Linked DNA regions of Anser cygnoides: region 1 is linked to region 2. A link is a contact called in public Hi-C data. All regions are on one chromosome and are shown on one strand. The core of a region is the stretch at or near the end of the contact, and the rest is flanking DNA. Distances in the headings are between cores, read along the strand shown. Region 1 overlaps FGD6 (FYVE, RhoGEF and PH domain containing 6). Region 2 holds the start of VEZT (vezatin, adherens junctions transmembrane protein).

Evidence for each region. Hi-C and Micro-C count contacts between places; a contact is called where the count stands out from the background.
Region 1: a Hi-C map of liver shows a contact between it and region 2, with 4 times the contacts expected there. The contact joins the enhancer-like site here to the promoter of VEZT in region 2. A contact is called at or near these places in 3 of 7 Hi-C or Micro-C datasets (granulosa cells and liver).

The regions. Positions count from the first base shown.
Region 1 is chr1:48,381,103-48,385,848 of Taihu_goose_T2T_genome, forward strand. FGD6 (FYVE, RhoGEF and PH domain containing 6) reads left to right here. Exons shown (of 21, transcript XM_066994888.1): 6 at 4,098-4,249. Among named protein-coding and RNA genes, the nearest start is that of VEZT, 37 kb to the left of the region's middle. Within about 2 kb of position 1,754, at least 1 of the 3 cell types and tissues checked has open chromatin away from gene starts, as enhancers often do. A contact at or near this core is called in liver, where this site is marked.
Region 2 is chr1:48,343,122-48,347,428 of Taihu_goose_T2T_genome, forward strand. VEZT (vezatin, adherens junctions transmembrane protein) reads right to left here and starts at 3,054. Exons shown (of 13, transcript XM_066994914.1): 1 at 2,560-3,054. The coding sequence starts at 3,048. It overlaps FGD6 (FYVE, RhoGEF and PH domain containing 6), which reads left to right and starts at 2,927. Exons shown (of 21, transcript XM_066994888.1): 1 at 2,927-3,059. The coding sequence starts at 3,047.

The sequences.
Region 1 (4,746 bases), core at 504-3,003, 37 kb after region 2:
GGAGTTGTACCTCAGCGGAAGGGATTATGGCTTATTTTTGCTTTGCTGATGGTATGTTCTAGGAGAACGGATCCAAGATGAATATTGGTTGAAACCTTAGGAGTGAAATATGTGGCTACATTTAGATCGTGTCTTCCAGTTAAATGTGTGAGGAGGTTTAACTTCACCCATTCCAACTTGACTTCATTCAGCTCTTAGGTACCTGAAGGTGCCGTTAATCCAGACAGCGGCTGAGTGAGAGCGTTCGGTCTAGTCAGGACCTTCTGTGGTGCACACCTAAACTTCTTCCTTTGCTCCCTAAACTGGGGTGGGGGCAAGCTGCTCGGCGTTGCACCGGCAATCCTCCAGTGGAAAGAGAGGATTTGTGACTCAGGGCCTTTGCAGAGGGGAAGTGTGTGGGCTGAGCACGGATGATTCACGACGGGGTCAGAATTATTTCAGATATCACGGCCATTTGCTTGTTTAAGGAAACTGCATTAAAGGAGGGGTGGGGGCTGGGAAGGGAGAGCAGCAATGGTGGTAGCCGTCCTGAAATGCTGTTTAAAAACTGAACAGCCCTGGCGGGACTGTGTACTAATAGAATAAATAAAATTCCCTAAGGTATTTAAGTTGGGAATGTTTAATCAGGCATTAATTCAGCAACTGTTTGTACTCTGAGAAGCCTTTAAAACTGCTTGAACCAGATTTTGATATGGACAAGTACCCAGCGAGATGCTGTCTTAGTCTAGAATAAACTGAGACTCTTTCTGGCACGGAAAGAATGTGCTTTCCAGAGGTGGTGATGAGGCCGTCTTCAAGTCCCTGTGTAAAGGCAATTGTCTTTGCCTAAGCAGTAAAATGCGGTATCAGAAGATTACTGTTGGACCAGAATATAATGTAGAAACTGTAACCCAGCACTTCAGAAAGCAGTTTTCAGAAAGTATACAATAGCCTCTCTTCTTCTGAAAGGAAAAATTATCCTGGTAAGAAACTGAGATGATTCAGTAGAGCATAATTTCTTGGTTTGTGTCACACAGCATATGAAACATTTTGTCTAGAGTTGCAAATGGTGGTTTTCAGTGAAATTAACATATTAATTCCAAAGCATGGCAAGTTTGTTTATTTCTTTGTGAGTATTTGAAAGACTAATTATAAAACCTCTCTTTAAAATCCACTGTGATGGATTGCTACATTGCTTTAAATACAGTATTTTGTAGGACAATTCAGGTGACCATTTCTGAACAGACTGAAGAAAGCAGTGCTTTTCGGCAGTGTTATATAGTACTGTATGCTAAACATCTTTGTGATATGACTCACTTTTTGCAGGTATTTATAGATATCAGAGCAATGTATATATTATTTGCAACAGGAGTTCTGGTTTTATTCAGCAGTGAACAGATTTAGTTTCAGAAGGAATTAGGTGCTGGTGCATTGAATTGGTATTACTGTAATTTCTAATTTCTAAGTCACTGCCCTAATTTTGCGTGTGTGTGCGTGTGTGTGTATATATACATATATAAATACATAAAAGTTCCTTGTCTGAATAGCTTCTGCTCTTTGGAGTAAAATTTCAGGTTTTACTTGTTAACATGCTTTACGTTTAGTGATTCAAATAGACCCATTCTAGGTTCTAGTCCTTTTAGATAAGGAATTCCTTTCTCAGAAGGCCAGTACCTTCAAGTGCAAGCTCTGTTAGCTGTAACCTTGCTCCATTTGTTTGGCTTTCCTTCCCCCAGTCCTCAGGCAATGGCCCTCTGCCTTCACCTCCTAGTTTTATCTCAAGATGAACTTGGCATGACAGTTACTTCACATGCACTGCCGGGTTATAAATAAAGCTTAATATGATTACGGTGACAAATACGTTGCACTGCCTCTGTAGTGAAGACTTGATAATTCCAAAAAAGAAAGGGGAAAAAAAAAGCGCTGTAGTTTATCGCCTTTGTTGTTCAGCAGTCTGTTTTGCATCATTTGAAATCTTCACGTTATCTTTCTTCCCTCTGTTTCCTCTCTGCAGGGCTTCCTCCCTTTGCTCAGTTGTGGCAGGGGACGCAGGGGGCGATGAAATAAAGTTTGGGTTGGCTGCGTTTGTGGCCACTCTTTCATAGCGTGATCCAAAGCCCAGTGAGGCCGATGGACTTTGGATCAAGCCAGTAGAGAAACCAACCCCCCCTGCATTTGGAAAACATCCTGCAGGCTCTTTGAATGCTATATCTAGAAGTTAAATAAATGCTCTTAACTACAAGTGACATTCCTGTCTTATCTCCTGGTCCTTAAACCTGGCTCCCTGCTCTCCTTTCATTGTGTGGTCAGGGAAAAGCTGGGTTTGTTGATTACTTTACAGACAGCACTGCTGTTCTTTTCGTTGTACAAGTAGCTTTATTACACTCGGAGAAAATTCTTGTTTCATCCCATGGCAAAGCATATACTGTATATTGTGTGTGCATGAGATTTGGGGGGGGTATTATCATAATATGATGATGCATTTTGCATGAAGCTCTTCAAAAAGCCCCATTTGAGCTTTTGCCATTGTAATGCCATGTATCATTTCAGTGTTAAGCAATGCCCTAGGGTCAGGAAAACCCATAAGATGCAGCTGGTAGTTAACCTATGTGTCACTAGTCTGCACAGAGGATGTAAAACAGAGCATTTCCATATGAATAACGCCATCTGTTTTTTAACTCCCTTGCATTTAGTTCTCAGCCTCCCCCCATCGCAGCCATCACCCTGTATCTCCTTTCAGTTTCTTGTCATAACTCTGCCCCGGCGCAGCCTTTGCGACCCAGGGTCACAGAGCAAGAAGCTGTCTGCAGCTCACTGATGTAATGAGGAGAGGGCAGGAGAAAGTTGAGACTGGAGTCTGACAAACCCTAAATAGTGCCAGATGCTGGGCTGATGAGATAGCCAGCGAGACCTGTAGTAGAAGACTTGTGAGTGTGTGAGCTTAATTTTTTTTCCCCACCTTTAACCTGTGGGCCCTACAAACTTTCAAAGGCAGGTGTGGACCCCATGCATATTTAAGATGTCTCATCATCCCACGTAGGAACATGCTGTTTGGTCACCTTTTTCAGGCCACCTACAGATTGTGCATTCATTATCAGGTTTCAGCAGACTGCAGACTAAAAAGAGCTGTTATTTGGTGCCTGCTTTATGCCCAAATTCAAGCAAGAGATGACAATACAGCTAATTTGGATTTTCTTTTTTTGCAGTTTAGGTAGTGCTATGTACTTGATTATTTTTCAAGGGAAATGCTAAATTACTAACCTTTTTGAAAATTTTGCCTGCATATGGTCAGGGAAGATGCCTTGCCTAACACGTACCCAGCTTCCTTATGGGTGCAGTCCTGGCCATACTGACTTGTATGGGGCCAAGGTTTTAATTCTAAATAGTTTAATGAGGACCAATTAGGTTGAGCCCTGTCCTGTTGAGAGCTGCTTATAACATAAAAATGCCACAAGATCCTTCAGTGATAAGTGCGGTTTTCCTCCTCCCTGTAAATGTTTTGAAGGTACCAGTGTTGTTTGGATGATCATTAACATTTGAAATCTCGTGGTTCCGATGTGTTGTTACAAAAGCTTTTCATTAGATGGTCATTTTCCTGTAAGAGCTGCTACATACAGTAACTTTTTGTGACACTACATTTTTTTATCTATGCAGCATGTCTTCCTAGAAGGCACTTGTAAACCAGTGTGGTTTTAAAATACAGTGTTATGATTGCATTAGCTGATACAACACTTTTGCTTTTTGACCCAAATCTTAGCAAGAAGATACTCAAGGCTACCAATACCTTTGCAGATAAGAGCTTTTTCCCCCCCTGTAGTTTCCTTACGTATAGTATCAGCACATTTCTTAAGGGTGTGGTATAAAAATAACGAATGACTTCCACAGCGTGCATATGGAGCAAGAGAGCAAAGCTCCAGCATCAAACCAAGGGGATTAAGGCTGTCCCACAGGAGTAAGTTGAAGCTGCAGGGAAACATAACCCAGATGGCACCCTCCTCGCCTTCAGTAATAGGGAGCAGGGCCTGGGATGTCTGCAGAGAACGCGCTCTTGTCTGCGCTGCTGCTTTGAAGGCTGCTGGCTCATGGTGGGGGTTTGTGTCCTCTTTGTACTCCGGCAGGATTTCCGGGACGCGGTGGCACATGCCTCTAGGCAGCTTGGGAAGCCAGTGATTGAGGACAGAATCCTGAATCAGATCCTGTACTACCTACCTCAGCTGTACGAGCTCAACCGGGACCTGCTGAGGGAGCTGGAGGAGCGATTGTCTCACTGGTGACTATCAGTGAAGGAACACCACTCCTTTGATGTCGTTAAAATTTATCTGTGGGGCTTGAGGGACTCCGCGTGACCGCGGTTTGACTCTTGTTTGTTTTTCATGGGCCTTGTTAAATGGCAGGGCTGACTTTGCAGGCACAGGAGATAATTTTCTGTTTAGCTGTTTTATTTGGCATTTAGGTGCATCCAGAAGCTATGCCAGCACATGTTTTTAGCAACCACACTTTTTTTTGTCTAAAACTTCAGTTTTAATTGAAAGCTCTTGTTCCTACATGTGCACGGGCATGATAAATGGACTGCCTTCATTAAAGGAACAGGAGGCTGTTCTGAAGATTGGTTTGCATTTTAAAGGTAGCTGAGATCTATTAACCAGCCACAGCACTGATTGACAGCCACGGTCCCATTGAAGTCCAGTCTCAATTACGCTGGTGGGTGGATCTAAATCACCTAAAGAAAGCATGCAGACAAAGGCACTGAAATGGGTAAATGCTCTA
Region 2 (4,307 bases), core at 1,804-4,303:
CGACAGGACCCGAGGGAACGGCATGGAGCTGGGACAGGGGAGGGTGAGGCTGGGGGTTAGGGAAAGTAAGTTAGGGAAAGGGAAAGTAAGGGAAAGTAAGTAGGTTAGGGAAAGTTCTGCACCCAGAGGGTGGTCGGGCACTGGGACAGGCTCCCTCCCCCAGGCAGTGGTCACAGCACTGAGCCTGATGGAATTCAGGAAGGGCTTGGGCAATGCTCTCAGACAAATGGTTTAAGATTTAGGTAGTCCTGAGTGGGGCCAAGAGTTGGGCTTGATGATCCTCATAGGTCCCTTCCAACTTGGGATATTTTGTGATTTATGAACTATTTTCACATTGGAAGACTTTACAGAGCAGTATCAACAAAAACTACTGCAAGATGCTTTCAGTTCCTGCACAAGTCACACTGAAACAAAAACCTTGTCTTCCAGTGTGAGTGAGCAGAAGAGACGCTGGGTCCTGCTCTTCTGATATGCTGGTGGACAGAAAAGAAAGAAGGAAGAGAGAGAAATTACCAAAGGTATGAGAGAGAAGCAGAGGTGTACTAGCTGCTGAACACACACTGACAGCTATTTTCCTCAGCTTTGCAGCGATGGTATACGATCTCAGGAGCTGCCTAATATCTTGGCATACTTCATATGCCTTTCTCAGCGCTCTTGCCCTCATGAGCTTCTCTGCTCTTCTAAAAGAGGCCTCAGACTCCAGGTTCTCAAGGCCAAAACAAGATGTCCTCCCTGCTTTGTCCATTTCTTTCTTGATACTAATTCCCATGTTGTCATCTAATGCGCGAGTATTTTCCAAGGAAACCAGCCAAAGACACTAATACATGATAAGAACAGAATGATTCGACTTAAAGCAAGCAAGAAATGATAAGAAAATGGGCTAAAACTTCCACAGTTGTTCAAAGAAATAAGAAGAGTTCAGCTGCTCTGAACAGAAGGTCTATCAAATGGCAGTTTTGCGTGGTTTGAAGGTATGTGTAAGTCAGGAGGGATAAGTGAGCACAACCTGAGCAGAGTTAATGCAATACACGTGACTAAATTTATCACCGTTGCTTATAATAGCGTCCAACGCCTTGTTCACATGAGTGCCAGAAGCTCAGAGCTCACAAAAACCAACGTCTACATGCTGATGGTCTCCTTGCAATAGTGACTGCTGAAGAATAACTTGGGAAGCAACCTACTGAGGTGCAGAAAAAAACGTAGCTGCTTCCTATAAACCACAGATAACTGAGGAGAGTTTGTGGCCCGAGAACAAAAATGAAATAGTACTTAAAAATAAACACATTGCAGCATTAAATACCTGTGATGCTTTCCTCTCTCTGGCTCACCTGTGTGGAGGTTATTCGCCATTCCTTGTGGAGTCTCCACTTTGCAAGAACACCCCTGTGCACTTCTGAACCTATTTTTCGTGGGTACTGCAAAGTACTCGTTATTATCAGCGGGTGCCTCACCCAGCTCTGCTCATCAGGGGTTTCCCCCTCCCACCACCAAAAAAATCAGTTGTTTCGCCTACTGTTTCTTATCTTGTTATAGTTGGAATTTCCTATATGAAACATAAATACAGCGAGTGACATAGTGACATGTGCTCGATACAGCAACGTGTCAAAGCACCTTTACGAGTGCAGGGAAGGCATTTCCAAAACACTCCAAAAGCGGTCAAGTGAGCACGCACATGCAGGGAGATCTTTTGCTCCCTACATAGCAGAACTTTTTCTTTTTTAGTCAAAATGGTAATTGCTGCAGTAACTAAAAAACCGTGGAGCTAATGGTCAAACACCACTTCTACTGAAAAACTACACGCAGGGGGCAGGTGCTGCACCTGTGAAATAAATTCTTGCCAAGGATTTACATCGCTTGAGGAAGTGGTTGGACCAGATGATCTTGAAGGCTTCTTCCAACCTTAATGATTCTATGACTACAGCAACATAACAGGCTTTATCGATAGCATGCAAGGTTGGCTGTGAATGAAAACTTTGTGGTACAGGCCGGGGCTGTGAACAGGGAGTACTGAGGTTACTCTGCATTCCTTATTTAAGGAGCTTTTTCTATCCAACACCACGCGCTTTGCCATTATAAATCATGATACTGAACTATAATGATTTTACAGACTGCTTCCTCTATAAACGCCTTTTTTGGGTACCCGAGAAAACGCGTGACCTCGACGGAGACGCACGCACGGTCAATCCCTGCAAACCCATCTGACTTTGTCGCTGAGGCGCTGACACATTTACCATTTCCCAGCCGCTGTACGCGAGGCCCACACGACACGGTGACCCCCTTAGGGCCGAAGAGGGCCAATACCCTGACCCGGCCCGGCCCGCGCGGCCCCCCCCCGTCCCCCAGCGGGCCCGGTGCCGCCGCACGAAGGCCCGGCCGCTCCCCGCCCGGCTGCCCGGGGCGGGCGCTGCCCTGAGGCGGCCCAACGGCCGGGCCGCGCGCCCAACGGCCGCCCCCGCCCGGCGCCCAACGGCCGCCGCCCAGCGCACGCCGCCCCCGCGAGGGGCGGAGAGAACCGCGGGCCCGGCCCGCCGCCGCCGCCGGTGTCCCCCCGGCGCCCACCTCAAACACCACTTCTTCGTCGAACTCCGGTGTCATCCTGCCAGCGCCATGCCACCCCCCGCGGGCACGACGGGAAACGGAGTCCGCCCCGCCGCCGGCGGCACCTTCCCCGCCTCGCGAACTGAGCGGGGGGGGGACGGGGACTACAAGTCCCAGAAGGCGCCGCGAGGGCCCGCTTCCGGCCGGCGGGGGGGGCGAGGCCACACATGGAGGCGGGGGGCGGGGGGGGTCATATGTGGGCGTGGCCTCGCGGCGGGCCGGCAGGTGGCGCAGCGGGGGCCATATGGGGGGCATGGAGGGGGCGTGGCCACACCGAGGGGGCGTGGTCATTGGGGGCGTGGTCATTGGGGGCGTGGCCTCGCGGTGGGCGCGTCCCGGCGGCGCGGTGCCGGCGCGGGCGTTATGCGGGAGCGGGCGCGGGGCCCAGGGGCTCCTCGTGCCCCAGGCAGCCCGGCGGGGCGGGACGGAGCGCAGCGCCCCGGGCACCATGAGCGCCGCCGGTGAGTGCGGGGACGGGGGGGGGGGGGGGGACAGGGGCCGAGGGACGGGCAGAGCGGGGTGCCCCAGCCGCTGTCAGTCGGGCCGGTTGGCGCCGGTGGGGCTCTCGGTACTTTCGTTCCCCCACCGGGTGCCTTGGCGGGTCCCTTCCCGAGGCTGCTGGAAAAAGGAGGGCAGCGGTAATTCGTGCGTTGGAAAGGCGGTTGTGAAGTTGTGACACACCGGCTGGAGACGAGTCTACGTGCGGCGCAAACCTGAAGCGGCAAAATGCTTCCTGCGGGGGCTCGCAGGGGGGCGAGGGGAGGGCTGTTGTGAAGGGCGAGAAATGCAGCCTCCGAGCAACAACGGCAGCCTAATTCTCCGCGTTTTCCTCTCACATATAGATCAGTTTATTACCAAATCTAGCATTAACTAAGTTATCTAGTCTCTCTTAATCAGAGTTCGTTGGAAAACAAATATCTACTTAATGCGTCTTCCTGCTCCGCTTCATACGTTCCCGTTTTCAATATGATTCCTAATTTTAGTATGATGGGGCGAATTTGCTGAACTCTGGGAAAACACGTAGCAGAGCGGTACGTCAGCTGTACCTAACAGCTGTATCGCTTGTTCCTGTTATGTAGCAGCGCTGCTGGAAGTACAAGTCGCTGCTGCTTTTTATTTTATTTTAAAAGTTAAGCAGCTGTACAAATAAAAGGCCTGTGTTAGGGGGTGCTCAAGAGCTTAGAGCTGCTCAAGTTAAATTCAGTATGGTACAAAGTTTTGGGAAGCGAGGGAGATTCCCAGTACCGAGCAGTTACCGCGGGGCTCCCGGAGATCAGGTTGTGCGCCCCGGCGGGACGGGGCTGAGCCTCTCCGCCGCTGCTTTTGGTTGTTTGGTGGTGGCGTTTGTGGGAAAGGTGAGCAGGAAGGGGCTCCTGTGAGCAAAGTCGCTTGGAAAGCAAAAGAGAAAGGGATGCTGAGGAGTATCAGTAAAAAGAAAGTGGGAAGGCTTCGTGGAAAATGTGAATTTTCGCACGCGATTTGAAGGGGAAGGCACAGGGAGTCCAGTCTGGGTGGGCAGGGAGCGGGGAGCTGAGTGATAGCGTGAGATGGATTATGTGAGCGTAAGAAAATAAATGGCAAACAGGCCAAACGGGATCAGGGAGTGAGGATCTTGTTGACAGTACCGTGACAGCTTTTGACAGTTCAGATAAGGAGCTCACAGGCAGGGTACGACCGAGGAGTCCGAGGCCTGGGCTTCACATCTGCCT